2 separate regions of the Sus scrofa genome follow, and region 1 is linked to region 2. The links are chromatin contacts, called in public HiChIP or PLAC-seq maps. All regions are on one chromosome and are shown on one strand. The core of a region is the stretch at or near the end of the contact, and the rest is flanking DNA. Distances in the headings are between cores, read along the strand shown.

Region 1 (6,641 bases), core at 2,201-4,700, 150 kb before region 2:
TTACCAATGAGTTAAATAAAGTCCTTAATAATAAAAGCCCCCCAAAAAAATCAAAAACAAAAAACCCTTAACAAACCCCATTTAGCCCTAACTCAGGTGACCCAAACCTAGTATTATAATCTCCGTGCTCCAAGGTTGTTTTAAATGTTCTACATGATCTATCCTATTTTGCTATCAGCCATTACTGAGATTTCACTGGGAATTTAATTTTACTCGACAGTTGAGGACCAGAGTTTCTGTCATGGCTCAGGGGAAAGAATCTGACTAGTATCCACGAGGACACAGGACTCCTAACTTTGCTCAGGGGTTAAAGATCAGGCATTGCTGTGAGCTGTGATGTCGGTTACAGACAGGGCTCAGACCTGGCATTGCTGTGGCTGTAGAGGCGGGGAACCTCCAAAATAAATAAATAGAGGACCTACTATTATTATGTAAGGTATCATGCTACTTGCTGTGGTAAATGTTCCTATCCCACCCCACCCATCCATCCCTTGCCTCTGCACTCCCTTCCCACTCCTCAAACATGCAGAATTTTTTAAAGTAAAAATATTAAATCAAAAATAAAAATAGTAGTGCTTGCAATCATATGATTATCTTTGAGAACAAGACGTACAGCCTCTAACCCTAAGTGTTTTATTAAGAATATTAACATTGAAGTCAGATTTGAGTTTCAGTCCAGTTTTAATCCCTTTCTTACTTGGGAAGACTTTGCAGAAACTGCTTAATCTCTAAATTTCAATTTCCTCAAAATTCTAAGACTTGAAAAAAAAAAAGGCATTTAGCATGTCTGGCACATACATTTTAAAATATAATTATCCAATCCCTAATATAAAAGATACAGAAAACCACTTGACCATACCAACCTTCCTCCCCACCACAGGGTCAGGATTGGATAGGCAATGTTCCCCTTCAGACATCCCCTCAACAAAGAATACAGGTTTTAAAGGAGCAATCACCTAGGACTATCCCAATAGAGCAATGTCCATCTCTTCCCCCAAATTCTCATAACCAAATTAAACACACGGCACAAAGACACCTGTGTAAATCAATTATGTATATGCCTCCCCCATCTTCACCTAAGAAACTTACCTCTGCTCAGCTGGCAGTTTCTCACCCACTCAATCTGCAACATCACAGAAATTTTTTCCTACCTCAACCTTTTTTCCCAATATTCTATCCACCTCATTCTGTTCACCCTAAATACACTTCCCCAGCAACACTATTATTTTATTAAAAAAAATTTCATGGTCATACTACTGAGACTCAGAGTTAGTAGAGGTGGATTTACCATGATGTTCTTAAAAACCTAAACTTCAGTGTCCCTAACCTCCATGAGCTCCTTTTAAGGCTTTAAGAGGTACACTAGCAATGTGTTTAACTGTTTAAAATTTCACAGCTAATTTAACCACCATCAGTTAAGACGCTTTTTTCCACTTCAGCTTCCATTGGCACTTTCCCTCCTGTTGGATGACACTGTAGCAATCGATCTTGATACTGATATTCCATTCACACTAAAACACTCATAATTAGTATTTTTAAATGTTTATTTTATATACAAAGCACTAACATTGTTTCTGCATAAGGTGGATGTCCTGGATGACCCATTCAAGGAAGCTTAGTCCAACTGGAAAAAAAAAAAAAAAAGGCAGACAGAAAAATGAATTAATTCAAAATGCTTTTAAACGTTTTATTCTCAGAAAAATGGCTCACTATAGAATGAGTTTAACCTGAAAATCTGACCCACCCAAAATATCAACATCTAAAGATTTACTAAACACCTACTTCAAGTTGCTCCACACATCTGTTATATTTTAGTCAGTGAATTTCATTATTGATATTCCCCCTTCTATGCTCAAAGAAATTACCCACTAGAAAAACACTGCTACATAAGATGGTCATTAAGTAACTAATCACATGGGTAATATCTTGGTACTCAATGTGTGCCAGACACTATTCTAGGAGCCATTCATAACTCATTTAATCCTAACATCTGAGAAATGGGTCACAAACTTAGTGGACTTGAAGCCACTCTCTCATCTGTGTTATGCTACTGACAAGTTATTTAAACTTCCACACTGTAACACAAAACATGTACTTGTTAAGCATTTCGTCCAAGCCAAAAGTTTAAGCTCAAGATATTTTGCCTCTGTCACATAAGTGTCACATGAACAATTATTACCCACAGTAATTCACCAAAATAAGAACACTTTTTTGGCTGCACTCTCGGCATGTGAAGTTTCTAACCAGGGATCAAACTTATGTCACAGCAGTGACACCACCAGATATCTTTAAGCAACTGAGCCACCAGGCAACTCCCAAGCACATATAGAGAAGCAGGTTCTACTTAATTACTGAGGCCTAACTATGAATCAAAAGGCCAGAGATGCAGCTCAAAGACCCAATAAGAAATGTTTTCACCTCTGAGCTTCATATATACATTAATTTTTGCAACAATACTGCCATTTAGCTTCCACAGGTAAAACCTTTGCTTCAAGACACGTGACCCAAGTCATTATGACTACCTGCCTGAATCCTCAAAAAACATACATGGCCCCAAACCTCAAGCTCATTCCCCTACATGACGCTAACTCGTAACTCAACATTTCAAGACAGTGGTCAACTCATGTACTTTGCTTAAAAATAGCTAGATAGGATTAGAGATCTAATGTTGAATTTTAGCATGGTTTCATAAAAGTAAATAGTTTTATACACACTTTACACGGCACCTCGAACTGGCGAAAATGGTAAAATGGGATTACAAAGACTTCTTTTAAGGCCTTCACTGCATCCCCGCCATTCTATTCACATGGCTGCCACAAACCCTGAACAGTGTCATCCTCTACCAAGAACAGCGCTGCTAACTAAACGCAGAAAACGTCATTGGCCGAAAGCCCACACCAAGGAACTACCCCTTGTTGGCCTCTCCCAGAAATAGGAGCATGCGGCCCGCGGACGCATACCTTGATGAAGCCAATATCCTTCGCGTACTGGCGGAAGCACTGGCGGCACATATTGAGGCCGTATTTCCGGATCAGACCGTGCCGGTTTGAGCAGACTCGGCTGCAAATAGAAAAAATTAACGCAAGTCGCAGAAAGTAAACAATTCGGCACTCAGAGAGCCACCACCCACACTGCTGGTCACCAAAGACCCATGAGAGGCCTGTAATGGCGGCAATCAAGCTCCGATTCCGTCTCCCCCCACGCGCAAACCTGCGGGGCTCCGCCATTCTATTTCAAGCAGCGTCGCGCCCCAGAGGAACCCTTCCCTGAAGCGACATTCTGTTTCTCACCAAGAGCGAGAACCCTGACCGAATTTTCTTGGATGGCTCCAGTAGAGCTGCTGGTGACCCATCTTGCTCTCTCGGCTGCAACGAGGCAAAAGGACAGACTTAGCGCACGCATGCGCTCTTCAAAATTTTGGACACAGTTTACCCAGAAGGCAGTGCGGACCAGTGACGCGTGCGCAGTGTGGCCACGCTGTTCCTCGGGGGTGGGAGTGAAGAGGAAGCATGGAAATAGTCTGGGCGGGCCCTGCTGATGACGTCACCACACCGCAGCCTCTAGTTTTGTCTTGCGCCTTCTGCCACCGCCGGGCGCGGTGGCGCGCGCCTGTAGTCCCAGCTACTCGGGAGGCTGAGGCTGGAGGATCGCTTGAGCCCAGGAGTTCTGGGCTGCAGTGCGCTATGCCGATCGGGTGTCCGCACTAAGTTCGGCATCAATATGGTGACCCTCCGGGAGCGGGGGACCACCAGGTTGCCTAAGGAGGGGTGAACCGGCCCAGGTCGGAAACGGAGCAGGTCAAAACTCCCGTGCTGATCAGTAGTGGGATCGCGCCTGTGAATAGCCACTGTACTCCAGCCTGGGCAACATAGCGAGACCCCGTCTCTTTTGGAATAAATTTTTCTTTTGAACCCTCAAATAATTGATCTCAGTATTCTGCTATTTTCCTCTTCAGAATCCTTCACATTTTTTTAAATTAAAGTCTTAAACTCGTAAAGGAAAAAGGACGTTTGCCTCAACTCTACACTGACCCCTACTGGGATAAAATAGCAAAAAAACTTAAAATCAACTGTAATAACTAGGAGTCAACGGTAGGAGTTCCTGTTTTTAAACAGAATACGTTTTCAAACTTATTTTTAATTGACACACACCATTCCAGAAAAATGACATGAGACTTAGGATGTTTAATATTTCAGTGTAGTTAGTTAAGTTTAAAGTTAAGAAACAAGTAAATATCCAATGTATGTTGCTTTGACCAAATGATCTGGTAACAAAATAACTAGCAAGAATCACACGCCTTCTAATAATCTGCCGAAAAAGTCTCTAAAATCCACGTGGTCATTTATAATGTCTGTAAATAAACGAAAAATTAAGTATGAATCTAAAATAAGAGCTTTAACTAGAAATATAAAATGTACCACAGGGTGCAAAATATAGGAAACTTTTATGCATGAATTCTTACATTAGAACTGAAACACTACACCTCTTAAAGGTACGTTATTTCAGGATTATGAAATTCCCCATCCAAATTGGGAACTTTTTTACATAATGAAGGAATCAAGTCAGAGACTGAAAAACCAGATATGGCTTGATCCTGCTCTCAAAACAAATGTAGTGAGGAAAATAGTATTATTACCTGAACCCTTCCTTTCATTTTGTCTCTCTCTCTCTCTCTCTTTTTTTTTAAGAGCCCTTTCTTCCAGATTCAACTTCTGCCACTCAGTGACACGTATACAACTAAATAAGCAATTCGTTCTGGATTTTTCGTTTTGTTTTTTTGTTTCTTAGGACATTTTATATTAAATGACAGATGTACTAATAGACTACAAGAGGAGAAAGAAAGAGATTAATTCCAGCACGAGCTTCACTTGAGGGGTCTTTGAAATACACTATATGTGAAGAGTGGGGTTTACACATGATGGAGGGAAGAAATAGTGAGAGGAAGAATTTGAGGTCAAGAATGGAGTTGGAAAAAGCTTGGGGAGGGTGAACAACTTTGAGTTAACTAGAGAGGAGTCCAAAAGGCTTAGTGATAAGATTGAAAGGGGATTTTAACTTAAAGCCCAGCTGTAGAGGGTCTAATTGTCAAGCTTCTACAGTTTACCTGGAATCTTTCATTGATGGGTAGTTTCCAAAACCCATGTGTCTTTCAAAAGCTAATCTCACATTTGCCTTCTCGGATCTTTCCTGCTTGGTGGTCTCTGTAATTTTTAAAATATTACAATGATTCTGAGATCAATCTCATAAATATTTTCAATACTCTTTAATATATAATCCTTTGAGCCTAAAGAAGTGAACTCATTCAAAAGTGGGGGAAAAAACACCCACAAACAAAAATCAATTAGTTACACTTGAATAATAACAATCTCTTAAACTATCTTGATATTCAAGTTGCTCATAATTTTTATTCCAGTCACAGTTAAAATAACATAGCACCATCCCTCTCCACTGATGGAATTATCGATTTCTTTTTCAATAAGAAAGCTGAAAATATAGCTTTAAAAGTCCATTTTAACCCAGTGTTTACAAAGAGCTTTCAGCTTAATCCTATACTCTTCTTACAGGTTCTTATTACTCTTTTGTATTTGGCTTTTAAATACTTATTTTAGAACATTTTCCCCAATTATAATACATACTGAGTCTTTCCTTCTTTCCTTCCTTCCTTTTTCTTTAATACAATGAAGTACAAAGAAGAAAAAATGTACCATGATATTCTAGTCCACATAAGCCCTATTAATATTTCCTTTTGGAAAAAAATACTTACAAGATTGAAACAGTCTAACAGCACAGAGTATATACATTATTTTTTAAATTTAAGCACATCTGAATGATCTGCATGTTAAGACACCATTATTCAAGATATCACCTATTTTGTTCCTTAAATTAGTCTCAAAATCATTGTGATTCTACATCCGGAATTTTTCCATTTAAAGATCTACATCTCTCTTGAGCTAGCTTCAATGTTAGAACCTTTATATATGTATAAATAAATATATATATATATCCATTTCAACATATTTATATTTTAGGATTCTGTGGTGAAGAGACATCTTTGGAAATTTAATTTGGCAGCAGGGTGGATAGTGGATTGTTGTACTAGCCTCATAACTGATAGTGCTACCTATAGGCTTGTTCTGCCTCCAAATTAATCTCTTCACTGACCACAGTAGCCTTTCTTAAACTGACCTAAATTTTATCTCCTGCTTGAAAATTTTCAATGGTATTCCAGAACTTTAATATTAAAAGGATCTGATTTAGAAAAAAAAAATGCTTTCATCATCTGGCTGCTTTATACTCTTCTAATGTTCGAATTTAACATTTATTCCATTTTGAATAATTATTTGTTTACTCACCTCTCCTAAACAAAGTAAACTCTTTTTTTTTTTTTTTTTTTTTTTTTTTTTGCCACACCACGGCATGCAGAAGTTCCTGGGCCAGAGCCACTTCAGTGACAATGCTGGGTCTTTAACCTGCTGAGCCAACAGGGAACTCACTCATCTTTGCCTTTTAATCATCTAGCATGGTGCTGGCATACATAGGGAACACCATAAATATTGAAGAAATGTGTTGAAATAAGAAGACTTTCTAAGTTCAGAAAAAATTTTGGAGGGAAGTAATGCAGTTCTGAACTGATATGGCAA
Region 2 (7,229 bases), core at 3,863-6,362:
TCTGCGCCACGATGGGAACTCCAAAGATAATGGTCTTATTTTTTATAGTACTTACCTACAAATATTTTATAAGTTCGGGTTCAAACACTAATAATTCTGTTATGTTTTGTTTACAGGTTATGCCTTGACTGCATTGGTAAAAATGCTATCATTTTAGAAAGTCAGATATCTTTATTACCTCCGAAACTTCTCCAACAAGTACTCAAAAAAATAACATTTTGGACTGCAGCTAATCACCGAGAAGAACAAAGGGCCCAAAAAGAAGAAACCGAAAATAAGTATCAGTGGATCAGTGGCAATTAAGTTGTTATATATTCTATACATTTAATATGTTCAAACATTGTAATCAGACTGTATATTTACCTCCCTCTCAAATTGGAGGCTTTATTTAGAGGATAAAGTTTGAAACAAAAATTCTATGTTAAAGTGATTTTATGGCATGAGATATGTAGGAAGATGTTAATGGCAGATTAATTTATATTTGTAAATCAATTTCCTAATAAGCTGCAGAAAAAATATACTTTCTGAAAGTAAGTACAATTGTAAGAGACTTTAACTCACTGTGTCCTCTTTACTGGAAAGGTGATAGAAATTTGAGGAGAATAGGAAATTACCCCCAAGGACTTTATGAATCCCCCAACATAGATATATAAAAACATCTCCTATCAACTTTCAGAAAGAATAGATTTTTCTCAAGTCACTTTAAAATTACATAAAGCTTTCCATTAAATAACTCAAGTGTTTAAATACCGAATATAGCTGGCCAAAATGATAAAACAGGCAAACACCAGTGTGGTATTAAATATTGAACTCCTACCTACCTTTTATCACTTACCTAGTAAAGTATTCGTCCTTACCTTTATTTGAGTAGGGGACTAAATGTCTTCAACTGTCTTTCTGTGACCATTAAGTTATTAGTGCGTCCAATTTTGTATGTATATAAAGACCATGTTTGAAAGTATCTCAAATGGAGATTTATTTATCATACAGGCTTTGAAATATTGAGACACCTTAAAATACATTTTGCCTTGGAGGAGTACTTCTAAAATAATTGTCAACAAATTGTGAAGTGGGATAAGTTACTAATTTGCCTTTCTAGAAATTCCTCAGTTTGGCCCATACCATTCTGCAGAGTTGGTGCTCAAGACCCAGATATTCAAAACATGTTATTTTCCCATTTGTTTTCAGTATTAACTGCCTATAAAGAAATGGAAAATGAATATTTATCTTTATATTCCTTAAATAGTACTTTTGTCATAATGAAGAGATTGTTCCTTATCACAGTCATACTCATCCATTGAATTACTAATAACAATGAATTACTAAAAATCTCGGTATATAAAATTACCCTCTAGCATACCACCACACGGGGTGTCTCTGAAACTTAAAATGTTAGAGTAAATATATTTCTATATTGAAATATATGTATAATTTACAATGAAAATTATAGTAGTTTATAGAGCTCCTAAATTTTAGAGATATATTTTATATATATGTACTGTATTTTGGATGTGTAAAGCTTCTATTTATGTATTGAAATATTTTGTGTTTACATCTTATTTATTATACCAACTATATAGAATTACTATTTTCCTAGTATTGTTAGTATGAACCAGTCATTAGAATTGATTGTGCAAACCATATTTCAGTGTAAGTTTTCATTTTTTCTTACTGTTTTTATGCTGAATAACAGATTTAGAAAGTGAATCTCACAGGTAATATGCATCTGAGAAGTAATTATTTTATTACTGTGAACCTCAGCATCAGCATTTTCTACAGAAAAGAAAATCAAAATATCAAAATCTAATAGATAGTAACAGATGCCAGTGAGTGGAACACTTTTTTCTTTTTTTTAAGGGCTGCACCCACAGCATATGGAAGTTCCCAGGCTAGGGGTTGAATCAGAGCTAGGCAGGTGGCTGGCCGATACCATAGCCACAGGAACGCCAGATCTGAGAAGTCTGCAAACTACACCACAGCTCATGGCAATGACTCATCCCCAACTCACTGATCGAGGCCAGGGATTGAACCTGAATCCTCATGGATACTAGTCGGGTTCATTTCTGTTGCACGACAGCAGAAACTCTGGAATGAACATTTTTTAAAATGGCTTCTGGATTATGTGAATACCTTCTCTAGCCTCTTAGAACAGCACTTCGTTTTTTTTTTTTTTTTTTTTTTTTTTTGTCTTTTTTGCTATTTCTTGGGCCGCTCCCTCGGCATATGGAGGTTCCCAAGCTAGGGGTCTAATAGGAGCTGTAGCCGCCAGCCTACGCCAGAGCCACAGCAACGCGGGATCTGAGCCATGTCTGCAACCTACACCACAGCTCATGGCAACACCGGATCGTTAACCCACTGAGCAAGGGCAAGGACCGAACCTGCAACCTCATGGTTCCTAGTCGGATTCGTTAACCACTGCGCCACGACGGGAACTCCAGCACTTCAGTTTTTAAATGGTTTATCTAAATATTAAAAGTTAGCCCCCTCAAAACACACACACTCACTTAGGCTTCAAGAGAATGAAAATCTATGTATAATCCGTGGCTCATGAAACTGGTGCTGTTTTTATTTGACTTAATATATTGTTGCTGCTTCAAAAATTTCTATGTTCTGAGGTAGCCCCATAGTAGGAGTGACAGGGAATTCTGGCCTGATCTTCAGTTTCCAAAACTTGGCTTAAACCAGGGCTTCCCTGATGTTAGGAGCAGTAGAAATCTGAGAGCCAGCACAGCCGGTTTTCAAGATCCCTAGTCAAGGGTGTTCACTCCTCACGTGTTACCACTGATGCTTTACTTTGTGTTGACCTGTGCAGTGGGAAGGAGTCCATGCAACCACAGTCTCCTTTCTCTCTGAACTCTCCTTTATGGGTTCTCTGAAATGTAACTCTAGAGGATTGATGTTTTATTTTTCAGGTGGTTTACAAAATTAGTTTCCAGACTGGTTCTCAAGGAAAAAGAATTTCTAGCCATCTTTATAATGTCTATCAGGATATTCTTCCAGTTGTCAGAAAGGATTCTTTTGAGGTATTACTACCATGTTTAGAGTGATACAGTAATAGCATACCTGGAGTTCCCATCGTGGCTCAGTGGTTAACAAATCCGACTAGGAACCATGAGGTTGCGGGTTCCATCCCTGGCCTCGCTCAGTGGGTTGAGGATCCAGCGTTGCCGTGAACTGTGGTGTAGGTCGCAGACATGGCTCGGATCTTGCATTGCTGTGACTCTGGCGTGGGCCGGCGACTACAGCTTTAATTAGACCCCTACCATGGGAACCTCCATGTGCCACAGGTGCAGCCCTAGAAAAGACAAAAAGACAAAAAAAAAAAAAAAAAAAAAAAAAAAGTAATAGCATACCAAAGTTAATGTACTTTTTTTCCAAATAGTATCTTTGCATAAACACTTTTTAAAAAATTATTAGCCTTTTGGTAGAAGCTTAAGTTCTTTAGAACTTCATGCTGTCAGCCTAGGAACAAAGTGATGTTTTCACCACTTTGTACATTATTTATATGTATGTATGTGTGAAAGAGAAATAATATAAAATAAACTCAGCAGGCTAGAATAATTTTCAAGGTAGTACATACTGTCTGAAAAATTAAAATTTTGGAGTTCCTGTTGTGGCTCAGTGGAAATAAATCTGACTAGTATCCATGAGGACGCAGGTTCGTTCCTGGCCTTGCTCAGTGGGTTAAGGATCTGTGTTGTGGTGAGCTATGGTTTAGGTCGCAGACATGACTCAGATCTGGCGTGGCCATGGCTGTGGCTGTGGCCGGCAGCTTCAGTTCTGATTCGACCCCTAGCTTGGGAACGTCCATAGGCCACGGGTGTGGCCCTAAAAAGAAAAAAAAAATTAAAATTTTGACTTTAGAATATTTCAAAGGAAAAGAATCGGTTTTAGAAGCAAATAATACCCCTTCCCACCTTTTTTTCCATTGTATTAATGTGAGTCTGTTGGAATTTCCTGTTTGATGAAGTTACTGTATGGTCCACCATGTGGGTATAGCAAGAACATTTCTTCTACCCATGCAATGGACTGAATATTTGTATCCCCACAAAATTCATATGTTGAAACCCAAAAAGACCCCCAATGTGAAATTTTCTGGAGGTGGGATATTTGAAAAGGTAATTAGGTTTAGATGAGGTCTTGAGGGTGAAGATCCCATGATGGGATTAGTGTCCTCCGAGGAAGGGAAGAGACCAGAGCTTGCACATGCTCTCTCTTCCCACCCTATGGAGATGCAGTGAGAAGGCAGCCACCTGCAAAGCCAGAAGAGGGCCCTCACTAAGAACCAAAGCTGTCAGCACCTTGATCTCGGACTTCCCAGCCTCCAGAACTGTGAAATGTCTGTTGTTTAAGCCACCAGGTCCATGGTATTTCATTATAGCTTCCTGAGCTTAGACACGCCTGAAGTCCATAGTTTACATTAAGGCTCACTCTTGGTGGTGTACATTTAATGGGTTTAGACAATTGTATAGTGATATGTATCCACCTTTATAGCATCATACGTAATATTTTCACTGCCCTCAAAATCCTGCTTTGCTCTGCCTGGTCCTTTCTCCCTCTGACCTCACCCTTGGCAACCATGGATATTTTACTGTCTTCATAGTTTGCCTTTTCCATGTTATATAATTAGAATTATATCATATGTGCCCTTTTCAGATTGGCTTATTTCACTGGTAATATGCATTTAAGTTCCCTACATGTCTTTTCATGGCTTCAAAAGATGCCTTATTTCTTTTCAACACTGAATAATATTCTATTGTCTGAATGTACTACAGTAATTTTTTATAATTTTCTACATAATCATGCCATCTATGAACAAAGGCACTTGATTTCTTCCTTCCCAACCTTTTCCCCCTTTTTGTCTTACTGCATAAGCGAAGACATCCAGTAGGCTGTTGAAAGGTAGTGGTGGGAGGGGATGTCCTTTCCTTATTCCTCTAGTTTCTCATCATTAAGAATAGTAGTAATTGTACATTTTTTGTAGATGTTCCTTACGAAGTTAAGGAAGTTCCTCTATATTCCTAGTTTGCCAAGAGGTTTGTTTTTTAATCATGAATAGGTGTTGGATGTTATTAAATGCTTTTTCTTTCTTTGTCTTTTTTTTTAAGGGCTGCACCTGTGGCATATGGAAGTTCCCAGGCCAGGGGTTGAATCAAAGCTGCAGCTGCTGGTCTACTGCCACAACCACAGCAGTGCAGGATCTGAGCCACATCTGTGACCTATACCGTAGCTCATGGCAATGCCAGATCCTTAACTCACTGAGCAGGGCCAGGGAGGAAACCCATGTCTTCATGGATACTAGTCAGGTTCATTACTGCTGAGCCACATCAGGAACTCTTAAAAGCATTAATAGATGCTTTTTCTGCATCTGTTAATATGATCATGTGATTTTTCTTCTTTAGCTTGTTGATATGATGGATTACACTGGTTGATTTTTGAACACTAAATCAGCCTTGCATACCTGGAATGAGTCCCATTTGGTTATAGTGTTTCTTTTTTAATTTTTTTGATTTGATAATACTTTGAAGATTTTGCATCTATGTTCATAAGAAATATTGGTCTGTTGTTTTCTTGTGATATATCTGTCTGGTTTGGGGATTAGAGTAATATTGGCCTCAGAATGAGTAAGAAGTATTCTCTTTGCTTGTGTCTTCTAAAAGAGATTGTAGAAAACTGGTATGGTTTCTTCCTTAAATGTTTGTTAGAATTTTACCAGTGGACTCATCTGGGCTTCCTGCTTTGTTTTAGAAGGTTATTATTGATTCAATTTCTTTAATAGATATGGGCTTATTCAGGTTATCTATTTTTTTCTTAGGAATTTTGGCAGATTGTGTCTTTGAGGGAATCAGACCATTGCATCTAGTTTATCAAATATGCAGGCACAGAGTTCTTCATAATATTTATAATACTTTTAATGTCCATGATATATGTAGTGATGTTCTGTTTCATTTCTGATATCAGTAATTTGTGTCTTTTCTTCTTAGCCTGGCTAGAGGTTTATTGATTTCACTATTTGAAGAACCAGCTTTTGGTTTTATCAGTTTTTCTCTGTTGATTTCCTGCTTTCAGTTTCATTGGTTTCTTTCTTTTCATCATCTCATTATTTTTTTCCTTCCGCTTATTTTGGATTTAATTCGCTCCTCTTTTTCTTATTTCCTAAGATGGAAACTTAGATGGTTGATTTTAGATCTTTCTTTTTTTTCTAACATAGGCACGCAATGCTATAAATTTCTAAGTACTGCTTTTACCCACCCTACAAATTTTGATAAGTTGTAAAGACACAGGCAGTGCTAAGGAAGAAATTTCAGGCTTAGAAAATTTTAGCGAGGAAGGCCATTTGTTGTACCAAGTGTTCCTTCTACATAGCAGTCCCAGCGTTATGATGAGCAAGGGAGAGGAAAATAAAGCACACTCCTCTCACCAAACACATCCACGTACAGATGCACCATTAGATCAGAGATTTAAGATGTAGTCTAGCCTAACTACATTTTGCAGGTGAGGAATCAAATTCAGATTACAATAATTCTTGACTTAACTGAAAAGGTTCAGGTAATGTAAGCGAAAAGTGTCCTGCGTAAGATTCACTTTCCTCCTAGATGGCCTGGATGGGGACAGTTTCTGAAACAGTTCTTGAGCACAATTTTCCAAACTGGGTGGAGGATGCAGCACTACATTTAAGATTCCTGATGGGCAAGAAGAACTTGTCGAGAGGAGATGCCATGACCCGCTCTCTGTGGACACAAGTCCGGGTGGCACGCAGTGCGCAGCAGCAATGAGCAGGGCCGGGCGCCTCGGCCCAGCAATCGGAGCTGGGACCGCCTGGGAGGCGAGAGGCACCACCCGCCCCTGTATCCTCGGGAAGACCCGACCCTGAGACACTGAAACTTACTATTTGAGCAATTTGCTATAGTCCAGGCGGTGAACCTGAGAACATTCCTTAATCAAACAAGATCTTCTCGGAAAGAAACTTTCTGGGGGGAGAATCTGGGTAATTCAGCATATCCCTGCGCTGAAAGGAGGCTCCGAATGTCCTTACAACTTCCTCTGGCTTCTTTGTCCGGACTTCGGCTGAGGGCGAGACGCCACGAAGTCTGGCCGTCGGTTTGGTGGTGGCAGGAGGACCTGGCGCTGGGGGCGCTGAGCGCCGGCCGCGCTTCCGGAGCCCGGTGGGCGGTGCTAGCGGAACGGGCGGTTCCGGCTGCGGCGTAAACAAGGGCCAGCGGCGGCGA

What was found. HiChIP or PLAC-seq counts read pairs in DNA pulled down with a chosen protein or histone mark.
Region 1: an H3K27ac HiChIP or PLAC-seq map of skeletal muscle shows a contact between it and region 2. The contact joins the promoter of RPS29 here to the promoter of KLHDC2 in region 2. A contact is called at or near these places in 1 of 5 promoter capture datasets (liver), 2 of 47 Hi-C or Micro-C datasets (fibroblasts and skeletal muscle) and 2 of 2 datasets of contacts at active chromatin or transcription factors (alveolar macrophages and skeletal muscle).

Annotation. Positions count from the first base shown.
Region 1 is chr1:179,453,397-179,460,037 of Sscrofa11.1, forward strand. It overlaps RPS29 (40S ribosomal protein S29), which reads right to left and starts at 3,451. Exons shown (of 3, transcript XM_021101317.1): 1 at 3,291-3,451; 2 at 2,961-3,060; 3 at 1,527-1,624. The coding sequence starts at 3,352. The coding sequence ends at 1,616. It also overlaps LOC102723301.
Region 2 is chr1:179,603,914-179,611,142 of Sscrofa11.1, forward strand. It overlaps KLHDC2 (kelch domain-containing protein 2), which reads left to right and starts at 5,113. Exons shown (of 13, transcript XM_001925208.7): 1 at 5,113-7,229. KLHDC1 (kelch domain-containing protein 1) reads left to right here. Exons shown (of 12, transcript XM_021101387.1): 12 at 117-1,643. The coding sequence ends at 303.